Linked DNA regions of Bombyx mori: region 1 is linked to region 2. A link is a contact called in public Hi-C data. All regions are on one chromosome and are shown on one strand. The core of a region is the stretch at or near the end of the contact, and the rest is flanking DNA. Distances in the headings are between cores, read along the strand shown. Region 1 holds the start of LOC101746382 (signal recognition particle subunit SRP72). Region 2 overlaps LOC101746519 (transcription factor cwo).

Region 1 (7,060 bases), core at 1,823-4,322, 51 kb after region 2:
CTACTCCGGTGGCGGGCGGTGCGATGGTAAAAACGAGATGCCGGTATCATCTCGAACAACTCCTCAGAGCACTCCCCATGGAACATACGGTACATATGTTACGCCAGTAAGAGTGACGCCATCTATCGTTGAATAGCCGAACGAATATCGAAGAATCTAGTAACATCTAGAACGCTCGAGGAGTACAACGCCATCTATTGTCAGATAGCGGAAACACACATCGAAAGTACTCGACTTGTCAGGAATATTCTCGACGATTTTAGGGATGTCGTATCGACTATAAAAGCGTTGCAGGGATGGCACGCAGTCAGGCACTACTCGAAACGAAAAAGCGAACAATCACCTGAACCGAAGCGGGAAAAGTGAATTGAGAATTTTAAAGAGTTTTTGAAGTGTTTTAAGTGTTCTAAGTGCTAATACAGTTTGAAGTTGTACTCCGGTAGAATTTTTATTTATTCTGAGCCCCAGCATGTATCAAATACTTCTAATCATTACTATAAACAATACTAGATATTTTTATTGAAATATCTCAATTATGAATTGGCTTTGGGCGAACCATTCAATTAAAAGCCAGTAATTTATTAAGACAATTAAATGTATACCCATGTGTATTACTTATATGAATGTGCTTGGATCTGATGCCGTGTACACAACATACCTGTTTATAACAATGATATTATTGCTAGCAATCGCGACTAATGCCTGATCGCTGGGTTTGTCCTTCAGAATGTTCTGGTAAATAGTAGCCGCTTCCTTCTCCCTGTTTATTTGCTGAAGACAATAAGCTTGTTGGACCCTGGAAAGCACATTCTATGTTTAGTTTTAAGAAATTTTAGACCATTTCCATGTATGATGGAGCATGAACTTATGCCATTATAATATAATTCACTTACCACATGCTAGTTTCATAAATATTTATTTAAAAAAAACTACATAGTAAACGTGTAGTAATGAAATTTATCAGTCATTTGATTCACCCCACCAAAATTTTTAGCAAGTTTCATCTATGGGTTTTCAGCAATAATATTCAGACCAATGGTTTACATATTAACAGGCTATGCTGAGTAGACATTATTTTCTTATTAAGCAACAGTCATAATTATTTTGATGTAAAAATTTACAAATTCCTACATGATTGGCAAGGTCTGCTATGAACCTAAGTGGTTAAGTTCAACTGTGATGTTCATTACTATTCTAAAGCAGTGATTGTATAATATTGTCACTGACTTCAAATATCACTTTTACATTACCTTATAATGGCAGCTTCTTCTTTAGCCTCTTCCTCAGTGCCTCCATCATCTATTACACTCTCAGAACAGGCTTGTTCGGCTCTCTTTAAGACTGACAAAGCTTCATTATACTTCCCCCGCATTGCCAAAGTGCTGCCCGAGTTGTATGCCAATTCGTATGTGTTTTCATCAAACTGCGGCAGCTCTGACGTCTAGAAGTAAAATTTATAGATAATAAACAGTGATGTGTATGTTTTCAAAGTTACTTAATTTTTCTTCTACTAGAGAACTAATGGCAGGTTAGGTACATAGTGCATATTAACTGCTTGGATTACATTTTCACAAGACATATTTCTTGTAGAATAATAAACAGAACTGAAATGGGCTTTGTAATTTTGGACACATTGTAGCACAAAAGAATCATCCTATTTTTAATAACTACTTCTTACTTACTGGATTAAGTGCTGCCAAGTTAGCTACAACAGCGGCCATGTTGGCTTTCCTCTCATCTTCATACTCATCAGTGGTGTTCTTCAGTAGATCACGGTATAAATTGTAGCAGTCTTGGTATTGCTCTAAGCGGTATAAAATTTGAGCCCTGTTATTGAAATTTATTTAATGTTTGGTGTCTTTCACAATCACTTATTGTACTTATTATAATAAATTGTCTGTCAATTTTAGACATTATAGTATTATTGCTTTACAATTCATGTGAATGTTAGTAAAAAGTCCATTATAAATTCCATTATAATTGTAATTCAGTTATAATTTATAATATCAATTCTTCTTAATTGAACCATACAATTTCAAGATAACATCATTACAGTAGTTTGAAATAAATCAATACTTGAATCTCATGTGTTGTTAAATTTTAAATTTATTGATTGATGTTTATGATTATTGAATATTGACCTTAATTCCTTTAAAGCGGGTGTCAATTCAGGGGCACTATCAACAGTTTGTAGTGCTTCTTTAGGTGAATTGAGACGGTATTGAGCGTATGCCTTCTCAAAGAGCAGGTCTGCTGCTAACGCTGAGTTCTTGGCATTGGTTAATGTCGCTAGAGCCTCCTTGAAGTTGTGGAGTTGGAGAAAGCATACCACTTTGCAATGAAATGCTTTCTGCTCATTTGGTGCTATCTGCAGTACTGGAACATATTAATGCGTGCAATCAAGTTTTAAAGTTCTTTTATATTATATGTATCTTGTGTATATGCTATTTTCTTGAGAAATAAGATTATAGAATTTGAAGTTACAATAGTGACTAATATGAATTGAATGTGCTGGAAGTTAACATTATTCACCTGAATCCGCACTGGTCCTTTCAGATAAAGAGTATGAGTCGTTTCCAATTTGTAATTCAATAATAATGTAATAGTGATGTTGGAGGGTTTGAGAGGACAGGTTTGATTCTTAGTTTTTAATTAGTTTAGCCGCATAGATGTTATGTTCTATTAAACGAATATTACTTACTTTTCCCTGCAGCTTTTAAAGCTCTTTCATAGTCACTGCTCTGGCAAAATTTATTTAATTCAAGATAAGCCTGAACAAGGTTATTCTCCTTGTTGGCTGACATTTTTTTGACAACACTGCAAAGAAACGTCACTTCTGAAGTGTCAACCTGTTCTGATTTGGGTGCGTTTTGTTTTTTCTGAGTGTTAAGTAGCTATTTGTGTCAGCATTAAATCACATTTTAATTAGAATTAGTATGTATGCGTTATTTGAATTAAAGAGCATGTAAGTTGAAAGTATTAGTACTTTTAAAACTAGTGTAAATTAAACATGTCAAAATGGGATGTTGAACACATTGAGTCGCCGCGACCACTGAAAGTGACTGTAATATGAAACCTAGTTGCGACACTTTGCCGATCTGTCACTTCAATTTTTTTTATGAGATCCATTACATACATAGGTACATGCTAACTTTATTTTATTCTACATAATGATTATGTTTTAATCGATGTTGAATACACAATAAGATGTGCAAGCCTCGATAACTTCAAAGTAGATTAGATGAATACATGAACGCACAAAAAAGTGTAGAGAGGTGTCTAGGTCTAAAATACATAAATTAAGTTTTTTATGGTGTCTATTATGGTTTAAAGCGAAAAGTAAATTAAAAGAATGTGAGAAATTTCTAGTGATATATGTTTCTAAGTGTGTTATTGGGGTCTAGCCGTCATCATGACCAAATCCAAAACGTACGAAATGAAAAATTTGGGTATGTATATCAGTCATTAGTTTCCACAGTACAGGGAATCTTAATTTGGGGTCAGTTGACCTTGTTATTAAAATTTAATTAGGTATATATGATGGATCTGGCTATTTCCATTGTGTTTTTACACGAGGCTCAAACCTGACGACGTTGTTAACACGAACCCTACAAAGAGCTTCGCAGAATCTACCACCGGATCGAAAACGCGATCCACTGAGAAGATCCGGCAAGAAACTCAGTGGTCTGTGTCTGTGGGTTAATTTACTCACCAAGCCCTTTGTCGCAAGCGACGGGTTTGACAAGAACGATCAGAACGATGACTGGTGCTTGAGGTACCTAAAAGCACCGTTAGTGGATTAGGAGGATCCGAGGGTACGTGTTTTGGGCGACGTCCACTGTTTATCATATGGCCCGCAGGATCGACTATGTAGTTACTGACGCCAATGATGAGCGGATTCTCGTATCGTGTCGCTTTATCAAAATAGTGCATTGATGCCGACTGTAGATACTTACTGATGGACTTTAGGTCCAGGTTGTCGTGAAGGTCGTGAAGGTCGATGTTCCTGAAGAACCACGGGGCTCCGACGGCTATCTTGCAAAAACGGAATTGAATGGTTTGAAGGGGTTTCAAGGTCAAGGCGTATGCAAGTTTTATAGAGTGTCACCTTATTTCTAAGGAACAATTTACTTCGGTTGCAAATCATCGGATAGAGGCGTCCTGCTATGAACGCGGCTCGGTCGCGTACCGTCTATAAGTGAGGGCGGAATGTCATCCCTCTGTCGAGGGTGACGCCTAAGTATTCGAGGCCTACGGTATGGGTTGGTCGTACATGATGATGAGGCCAATGGCGGAGGTGTTTACGCGCCTATTCGTCGGTATTCGGAGGGCGACCCCTTATGAAGAGCACTGCTGTGCTTTTCGTGGGATATCAACCCGATAGTTAACTTTAACCATTTTTAGATAACTAAACAGTGATGTTGCGCCGACATACGTGTATGTCGCATCCGGATACGACCAACGAAGCGAAAGCGGTTCACCTAATGAATGTGAGCCCCAACTACTCGTGAAACATCGGCTTACTTTGGGTGGTGTGCTTCGGCAGAGTTGAGGTGTCGTTACTTGGGTTGAATCGAAGTACATTCGTTGCCTGACTTAGGAAGAGGCTTAAGAATAGACACATTAAAGTATGTGATTAAATTTATTTTAAGTGCATCGTGAAAATTATTGTCCAATTGCTAACGCATGCTACATAATTTGAATGAAGGTCCGAGGTATAATTAAAAAAAATCTATAATGTTCACTGTAAAAACAAAAATTAGGCTCAAGATAAGCAAATTCATTGTTTTTCTTCTTTATTAATACAAATTTTCAATGCGATCACACTAAGCATCATGCGCAAAGATATTTCGATAATGAGTAAAAAGCTTTTTTTTCTTAAATTGCTATCTCACATTTCTCACAATCTAACAGTGCAAGGAAAGGGAACGGAAACATCAATACGTACGCGAATTTATTCTGTGTCCAAATTATTTTTCTTTTTATGTTGAGACTAGCGACCCGCCCTCGCTTCGCTTCGGAAACATTAAAACACACATGAAACCAACAAAATAAAATAATTTTTTTTTTTTAAAAAGTAGCCTATGTTCATCAGGGACAATGTCGGCTTCTAATGGAAAAATAATTTTTCAAATCGGTCCAGTAGTTTCGGAGCCTATTCGAAACAAACAAACAAATCTTTCCTCTTTATAATATTAGTATAGACAAAGAAAAAAGGAAAAAGCAAAATTTGGAGAGACCGTAATATTACCCATCGGACTAAAATACAACTGGTCCACACCCTTGTCTTCTCCATTGCTCTATACAGTGCAGAGACATGGACATACAAAGCCGCAGTTAGGCAGAGAATCGATGCTTTTGAGATGTAGTGCTGGCGACATATGCTACGAATACCATGGACGGCCCGCCGCACCAACATCTCTATTCTCAAACAGTTAAAAATATAAAAGATTCAACGTCTATCCAAAACCTGCGTACAAAGAATATTGCGGTATTTTGGTCATGTTGCACGCAGGGATACCAGCTATTTGGAACGCCTTGTGCTGACCGATAAAATCGAGGGGAAAAGGCCTAGGGGTTGAGGTCCCAAACGATGATCGGACCATATAGAGCAGGAACTAAAAATACCTGTCAGCGATGCACTCCACCAAGCTACAGAATGGGATCGATTGAGACACCGTTGACCTTTCCCGACTTCGGTTCACGCACAAGTCAGTCACCGTCGACGCCCTATACTCGTCCTTACGGATCTCATCCGATTTACTTCACATTTTCGTTAGACGCCTGCAGTCCTAGCACTAGAAGAAAGCTTAGGGACCTGGGTAACCATACTCGTCACTCTCGAACTCGTCAAGTTTCCAACCTGAAACCTATCCTAAAATACATCAGTCAGCTGAGTTTCTCGCCGGATCTATTCAGCGGGTCGCGATTTCGATCCGCTAGTACATGCAATCGCGAAGCAGCTATACTTGAACTACTAGGTCTCTATCAAACAAATTCCACCGCTCCTGGCTGATCCCGTGCTTCCCACCTTTTCGTGAAATTTGAAAAGGCCTCCCTCCGGTCCACGAGTAATCCATCCCTGTTAAAAAAGTAATCAGGTTGGAGCTCTACCATTATAGATCCTCTGAAACTAAATAATAAAATAAAATTTCTGTATGAAAAGGAGCCGTCGAACATAGCCCAAAACTTCAAGGCCAAATAAACGACAGCGAAGTTAAAGTTTTTAACAAAGACGAAACTTAAAGAAACTGGCATTGTGTCGACCGATGTCGTTGCCCGCTTACTGCGTGTGTCGAACTCATCAAAGTTGCTCGGCACCGGTCGGTGCTTGCTGCCTCTTTGACTAAGTTTCGGATGGTTCGGAAATTATTTTTCGTTTAGAAATAAGGAAATGTGTAACAAGTCGGAAATGTTTCGATGTTCAGATAATATTAACTTTGATATCTTTTTTTTATTATAGTAATTGCGTGTAATAGCTTTATTTATGAAAAATGTTTTAATAACAATAAAACGTATTTTAGTGTACACAATAGGTTATACGTTATATTGTATTTTTGTAACAATAACAGTAATCCTAATGTAGGAGGAAAATAAATATAAAAATTAAGTAAACACCTCCCACTCAAACGTTGTTATTGAATACAGACAAACAGAAGTCATAGACAAATCCTTACTTAAATATAAACTACACAATACTTGATTCTAAACATAAGCACAAATATTATCCAAAAAAATAAGCTTTGATCCATACATCGAAAATAATGAGTAAGGTTCTAGGGACGTCCATTTTCTCTGATGGAAGAACTGAGGCACCTCTTCCTCAAGGATCTCAGGGCGGGCGTTCAGTAAAACAAGAAATATCTCTTTAAACATAATAATGCGTAGATTCTTTTTATCAATACTAGCGATTGGCGTGATATATTATTATTACACTGATAAATAGCATTATATCTCATTTAATTTTAATGTTGCAAATGTTTCTGACAAGATTCAAAATTGTAACGTAACCCACACATATACGAATAAATGAACATAAATTTATCTTTGTCAATATAAA
Region 2 (7,157 bases), core at 2,808-5,307:
GTTCGTCAACCTTCACTGACTTTAACAAATGTTAATTAACAAAAAATAATCCACCAATCTATGGAAACTAATGAACATTTTGCAATATAATAAGTTTTGTTTTATCATAACCCTGTATAAATTAAAACCAATTCCAAAATATGTAATTGTGAATCAATATAATATCAATCAGGGTTAAGACGTAGGGTTGTCGCTTTAATCTTACAATTAATTATCGGTTCATTTGGAATACTTGTGTCTGTGGGGAAGAATTCAGATTTATCTGTGTTTTGTACAAGAAATCCTAATAGATATGACTAAACATGCAACTGAGTCGCGAAGTATCAGCGTCTTCCGGTTTTAATGTTCGCACAGCCGTTGTAATACACAATCCTCTTCGAATTTACATCTCAAGATTGGTGGGGGGGGCACTCGCTTTGAAATCACTCGCCAGGTGGATCGTAAGCCGGTTCATCCCTGTGCAGCAATAAAATGGTTCTTTACTACCGCTCGAATTTGGCTCATACATAAATACTAAGTCGCATCTTTCGCTAATAAAGAAAAAAATCAAAATGAAAATTTGTCATTTAAGGTTTAATCTCTCGTCTTTTTTATTGTCATTAGTAGACGCTTTGAATATTTTTCATTTCTCCTCGTCAGGGATGAGACTAAGTTATTTATTATTCGTTGATAAGGGAATAAAATTTGAACTACCATGCATATTTTTTTTAGAACAAACAAACAAAAAACTTTTTTAATATTCGAAATGTCGGAATTAATATACTCGTAATGACAATAACAATGACAATGACAATAAATCATTATTCTATCTCTCTCTATCGATTCTATCTATCTCTATTCTATAAGCTAATTCTTTTTTTTTTACTATTTATAGTAAAAGTATATTTTTAAATTGTCTAAAACTCGTGCAAAATCGATGCAAATATTTCAAAAAGAAACATATTTTTTTTCAGTTACAACTCAAACGATGGTTTCGGTCGTGTGTCGGGAGAGCAGCTCAGCTTCGCGGCGCCCTCCGAGGACGAAGCCGAGTACCCGCCCGGCTCCTACCTCAAGAAGGGGAAGGTCTCAAGGGCAAGTCACACTGAATATGCCCGTTTTATCTCATTACACACGGCTGTAACTTTAACATTAACAAATACCTATAAACACAAAAGCATTAAGGCCTCTAAAGAGCCAATATTTGTTATTGTTGCTACCGTAAATTGTCCCATTTTATATATATATACAAAAACAATAAATTGAAAGAAAACACGTTTTAGTTTGGGACTCGGGTCAATTCGAATCCCGAAGCGATGCAGAGCATACTCCACTTCGCTGCTCTAAAGCGGGAGATAGACGCTTTGTGGCCGAACCGATTGCCAGGTACTATGGAGCGGCCTGTCAGGGCTTGTAACCGAAAGCGAAGACGGTCAAAGCTTTCAAGTATTCTACGATTAATATTAGCTGTTCGCCCACAGCAAGATCCGATGTCGCACCGGATCATTGAGAAGAGACGCCGCGATCGGATGAACAACTGCCTTGCGGACCTGTCGAGGCTCATTCCTCCGGAGTACCTGAAGAAGGGCCGCGGTCGCGTCGAGAAGACCGAGATCATAGAGATGGCGATCAGGCACCTCAAGTACCTGCAAGAGCGGGTCAATGGTTTGTACAGCGAGAATCGTTTCGTAGTTCGAAATTGTTGCCGAAGTTTACAGAGTAATTAATTCGATTATGACGAATCTTCATCGACTTAAAGATTTATGCTTGGTCTTACTTAAGGGCAGTAAATAGCGCCCTCCTGGCAGTTAGTTCCCACGTCAGACGAACGTTCAGTTGAAGAACAAGTTTGATTGCTTTTTGTTTGGCTGCTTAATATATATATATCGTCGCTGTCAAACCAAAATCTGTTATGTGCAAAAACTCTATTTTGAATTAACGAGTAAAAACATTTTCGTATAAAATTTTATATGAAGCTGAACTTTTAAGAACTATATCAAATGAAAGCTATAGATAAATATTAAAGCTATAGACACATAAAGGTTTTTTTATACAATAGATAGGGCTGTGAACTAACTATACGATAAGGTCAAAAAGTAAAAATCTCAAAAGTGCACATAGCAGATTTTGGTTTGACAACGACGATGTGCAGGTATTTATTTAAAATGTCTGGTCGTTGTGCCCAACCTTAGAGAGGGCTTATATCCAGCAGTGGACGTCTGTGGGCTGATGATAATGATGATGAGACTGTTTGATTCCTGTCGGTCTGTCCAGTAGTATAGAGTGAGATGAAATGACCGCGTGTGATTTATCACCGATTATAAAAAAGCACGATATATTGCTTACTTTTTATGTATATAAAATTAATATTGAAATAAATTACAACTAGTATCTATTGTGATGCATTTTTTTATTTTAATTGGCTGATTTTCTTTGAATTAGGCTACTAATTTTGATTATTTTAATTAAGACAATCCCTTGATTTATCGTTAGCTTCAAAGAAATAAAACTTTAAACTCTGTGAACTTTGACAATTATTTCGAACAATTTCTATTATAAAAAACTCCCCCCACCATACGATCTTTTATGCTCCCTCTAATCATCGACCAAGCAGTAAATATTTTGTTTGTAAATTTGAATTAGGGCCCGTAAATTTTCAAATAAATACCTACTAATTTGTCTGAAAATGACAGTTCATTGCATCGATTTTGCTGTAAATTGGCAAATTCCCCTAATACCTCTCGCTAGGCAGGAATATCAAAGGACTACAATGACATCGTTTTCTTCAGAAACTTTAAACATTTTCAGATTAATGTTGGAAATAAAAGTGAATTGTAATCACTGAATTGGATTTTCTCCTAAATACAAATTTATACCTACATTATCTTAGAATTTTAAAGTACCCTAAATCGTTTCTTTCGTGTGTTTGTAAACTTTTATGTGTATATATACATTGGCGCTGGCAGTGAATTCCTTCTATGCGTTTTATAACGCACCATCCAATAGGTATAGAACAGTTTTATCAATCCATTGTACCATTAAAAACTTGACCGGAACTATTATACAAAACTCTACTGGTTAGATTCATTGCAAAAACATCAAAACGCTTATCATTTGCCTCAATACCTTCATCAGTCCTTTCCTACACTGACTCGTGCTGCAAAAATCGTCCGTTGAAAGTTTACAAATCGACCGAATCGTAAGGGTTGCAACTGAAGGATGCTAATGTTATTGCAAGTCCCCACTAGAAGATGCTCCATCTTCGCGTGGGTTGTGTTTTAGCTGCTGAACGGACGTCCGGCGAGGAGTACAGGGCTGGTTACCAGGAGGCCGTGGCTGAAGCCGTGAGGTTCCTCGTCGAAGTCCAGGGCTACGGACCGGGAGACGGACTTTCCGTGTCCATGACGTCGCATCTGCAGAGGCATTGCGAAGCCATTACTAAAGGTATCATTTTTTTCTTCTCAATAGGTAAAATGGTCTTAATAGTAAGAGACGTTTTTATTATTATTATTACTAAACAGTTAATAAACCACCGTTATTACACATTTAGATCTGAAGAAAAACTAAATAGACAAAATAAAACAAATCACACACCAAATATCAGATTGACAGTGATATCTTCGATCTAAACTAAGCTACGATCAGGAAGAAAAAGGTTTTTTTTATTGCTTAGATGGGTGGACGAGCTCACAGCCCACCTAAGTGGTTACTGGAGCCCGTAGACATCCACAACGTAAATGCGCCACCCATCTTGAGATATAAGTTCTAAGGTCTCAAGTATAGTTCAGTATAGTAACTATAGAAATATAGTACATAGTAGTCTTTGACCATAAAACCATAATAATATTCAAACTTATGATTTCAATTAATAATAGTTGAAGTTCGGCTACTGCGGGACCACTAGCTATTATTATTACTGTATTCAATCGATTTATTGTAAAAACTTGTTAAAACAGGCGAACCGGTGCATCGAGAGAAGAGCCGGTCACATCCCGGGGGCTCGTCCTCGGAGACAGCCAGCTCATCCAGCAGCTCCCACGGGTACGCGGTGAAGGTTATAGCCAGCGCGCCGCCGCCAGCGCCGCCCACCTTTACCCAGGAGCCCTACGACGAACGACCTCCGGGACCTTACTCTATGGACTGCGATAGAGGTACTGTCAATCCACTGCCAGTATTACCACGTTATAAAACAACTAACAAATTCTACATCAGGTCTTATGTACTTTTGAAGTCGTCGTGGCCCAAAGGATAAGGATTTAGCGATGCACCGGTGTTCGAATCCCGCTGGCGGGTACCTATTTTTCTAATGGAATACGTACTTATCAAATGTTCACGATTGCCTTCCACGGTGAAGGAATAACATCGTGTAATAAAAATCAAACCCGCAAAATTATAATTTGCGTAATTACTGGTGGTAGGACCTCTTGTTAGTCCGCACGGGTGGGTACCACCGCCCTACCTATTTCTGCGGTGAAGCAGTAATGCGTTTCGGTTAGAAGGGTGGGGCAGCCGTTGTAACTATACTGAGACCTTAGAACTTATATCTTAAGGTGTGTGGCGCATTTACGTCGTAGATGTATATGGGTTTCAGTATCCACTTAACACCAGGTGGGCTGTGAGCTCGTCCACACATCTAGGCAATAAAAAAAAACCTCAGTAAAATGGTGGTCATTTACTGAGATTTTTTCAGTGGACTTTTTGGAGGATCCCGAGAAGTTACGTCCAGCCGCTTTGTTTCATTTTCTCAAATTTGTGCACTTTCATAGATATTAAACAGTTAATAAACCACCGTTATTACACATTTAAGCTTGAAGAAACACTAAATAGACAAAATAAAACAAATCACACAACTTCACTCCTCGCGTTCCCAGCAGTATATGTGTTGATATACGCAATTTGCTAAAACATAAATAGATGAACGTTATACATTAGATCTGAGCCTTACCGGCTGGTTACATAGTTAAGAAAGCTGAATATATTTTTTTTTATTCAAATTCAAATAGAGAACACTCTGTGGCTCTATGGTTGTAATTTCACTCTTCGTATAATTTTGGCGCCATTTAGTGCTTTAAAAGTCGTAACTGTGATTGCTTCTACTTCTAAGAAGAAACACACAACACTACATATGATATGATTTAGATTTTGTTATTAAAAAAGTTTACTTAACGTAAATTTTATACATTCGATCGACGAATACAATATAAAATCCTCTTCAAAAATGAAGTAGTTACAAGCGTTGCAACTTCATGCAGACAGAGAGTACACAAAATTTTATCATCAATCAATGTTTAAATCCGGCTATAAAAATTGTATTTACACTAAAACACGTTTTGTGAGAATGAAATACAGAGCATAGGCTTGTTCGCGTTTTTACGGCCCGCACGGAATAGAGTAGAACATTCTCGAACTTCCCAATACGAATTTCTTAGAGCTCTTCCACGATTAGATTTCGTTCATCTACTCGAGGCAATAGATGGCGCTCTCGGCAATTCGGTGCGGCCACAACAATAATCTTGACAAAGACTTCGATATAATCACCACTCCAGATAACCGTCGTGTATTAAGTGGAATGTTGGTCTCAGTTCCAGTGAATCAAGTGTCTGGTGCCGAGGGTGAGGCAGCCCGGGAGGGTCGGGACGCGGAGCTGGTGACTGCGGACCCCCGCCGCAAGTGCGAGCCCACACTACGGGCTATCAGGAAGCCGGAACACACAGAAGACTATCTACACTCATACAAATTCAAGAATTCTATTGAAAGGCGATTTTCGAGATCGCAGGATGAGGTGAGACTTAATTCCTAATTTTCATTAAAAAATACATGATTGATTGATTGACTAACAGAGAGAAGAAAATTATTTTTAGTTTATTATTGAAGTTGTCGTGACCTAAAGGATAAGAAGTCCGGTGCATTCGTATCTAGCGATGCACCTCGTGTGTTGTGGGGGCGTGTGACGGTTGTCACGTTAAAAGCGGGTACTTCATCAAGCTTAGTAAATGTAGGTAATGGTAATAGCGAGATACTTTATATTCACTGGTGGTAGGACTTCTTGTGACTACTGGTGGTAGGACCTCTTGTGATTACTGGTGGGGTAGGACTACTCGTGAGTCCGCACGGGTAGGTACCACTATGCTACCTATTTCTGCCGTGAAGCAGTAATGCGTTTCGGTTTGAACGGTGGGGAGCCGTTGTTGGCATTTAATAATAAAAGTGTAATTCAATAATAAATTAAGATTTTTATTACACGATGTTAATCCTTCACCGTGGAAGTCGATCGTGAACATATTTTGTTAAGTACGTATTTCATCAGAACAATTGGTACCCGCCTGCGGGATTCGAACACCGGTGCATCGCTAGATACAAATGCACCGGACGTCTTATCCTTTAGGCCACGACGACTTCAAAAATCTTGATTTTTACTCTCCCAAATATTACACCTGTCGTATTACAGTTCACTCTTTTATTTTATAAGACACCACCGGTGTACCGCAGAGCAGTCAAAAACAGAGCCTCATATCCTTATCGAGGTCGACCGGTGCGCACACTAAAACCACATTTATTGCTATTGTACCGAGAGTCTATTATTGCGTTACAGGCAGCTGAGCAAGCGGTGCGCATCGGTCACGGCCGCGTGTACTCACACAAGCGCCGTCGCGCCGCCAAGCCCGCGCCCTCCACCTCCACATCCGCGTCCGGCTCCACCGAAGAAGCCCGGGACACATCGCCGCAGGTAAACCAAACGGGATTTAGTTTTGTAACCGAAAACATATTCCGCGACACTAAAAAGAGACAGACATATACATATATGCCTGAGAGAGAACGAGATAGAGTATGTCTGAAGACTTAAGTACTACCGGGTGAGAAAAGAGGAACTTAATCTTGATCTTGGGGAGCTACCGGAGTCAATAGACGCTAGTGTGTCTGCAGGCACTTTGTGTCTTTTTTTATTGCCCTTTTAGGCAGACGAGCGTACGGCCCACCTGATGGTGAGTGGTTACCGTCGCCCATGGACTTCAGCAATGCCAGGGGCAGAGCCAAGGCACTGCTCACCGTCTGTCAACATCACGAGACGCTACCCTACTGAGTCTTGATATGTCATATAATGTTTTCCGGTAGATTCACTAACAAATGGTCCTGTAAAACTAATCGACTGTGTTGTAATTAAGTTTAACGATATCTCT

Evidence for each region. Hi-C and Micro-C count contacts between places; a contact is called where the count stands out from the background.
Region 1: a Hi-C map of whole pupa shows a contact between it and region 2, with 4 times the contacts expected there. The contact joins the promoter of LOC101746382 here to the enhancer-like site in region 2.

The regions. Positions count from the first base shown.
Region 1 is chr22:15,348,955-15,356,014 of ASM3026992v2, forward strand. It overlaps LOC101746382 (signal recognition particle subunit SRP72), which reads right to left and starts at 3,073. Exons shown (of 13, transcript XM_038018785.2): 1 at 2,702-3,073; 2 at 2,142-2,376; 3 at 1,683-1,827; 4 at 1,251-1,441; 5 at 659-796. The coding sequence starts at 2,804. LOC101746241 (kinesin-like protein KIF18A) reads left to right here and starts at 3,128. Exons shown (of 10, transcript XM_012689166.4): 1 at 3,128-3,449.
Region 2 is chr22:15,296,739-15,303,895 of ASM3026992v2, forward strand. LOC101746519 (transcription factor cwo) reads left to right here. Exons shown (of 10, transcript XM_021347011.3): 2 at 954-1,065; 3 at 1,263-1,365; 4 at 1,447-1,644; 5 at 3,262-3,423; 6 at 3,936-4,130; 7 at 5,562-5,761; 8 at 6,572-6,706. Among protein-coding and RNA genes, the nearest start is that of LOC101737053, 27 kb to the right of the region's middle. Within about 2 kb of position 4,058, at least 1 of the 8 cell types and tissues checked has open chromatin away from gene starts, as enhancers often do.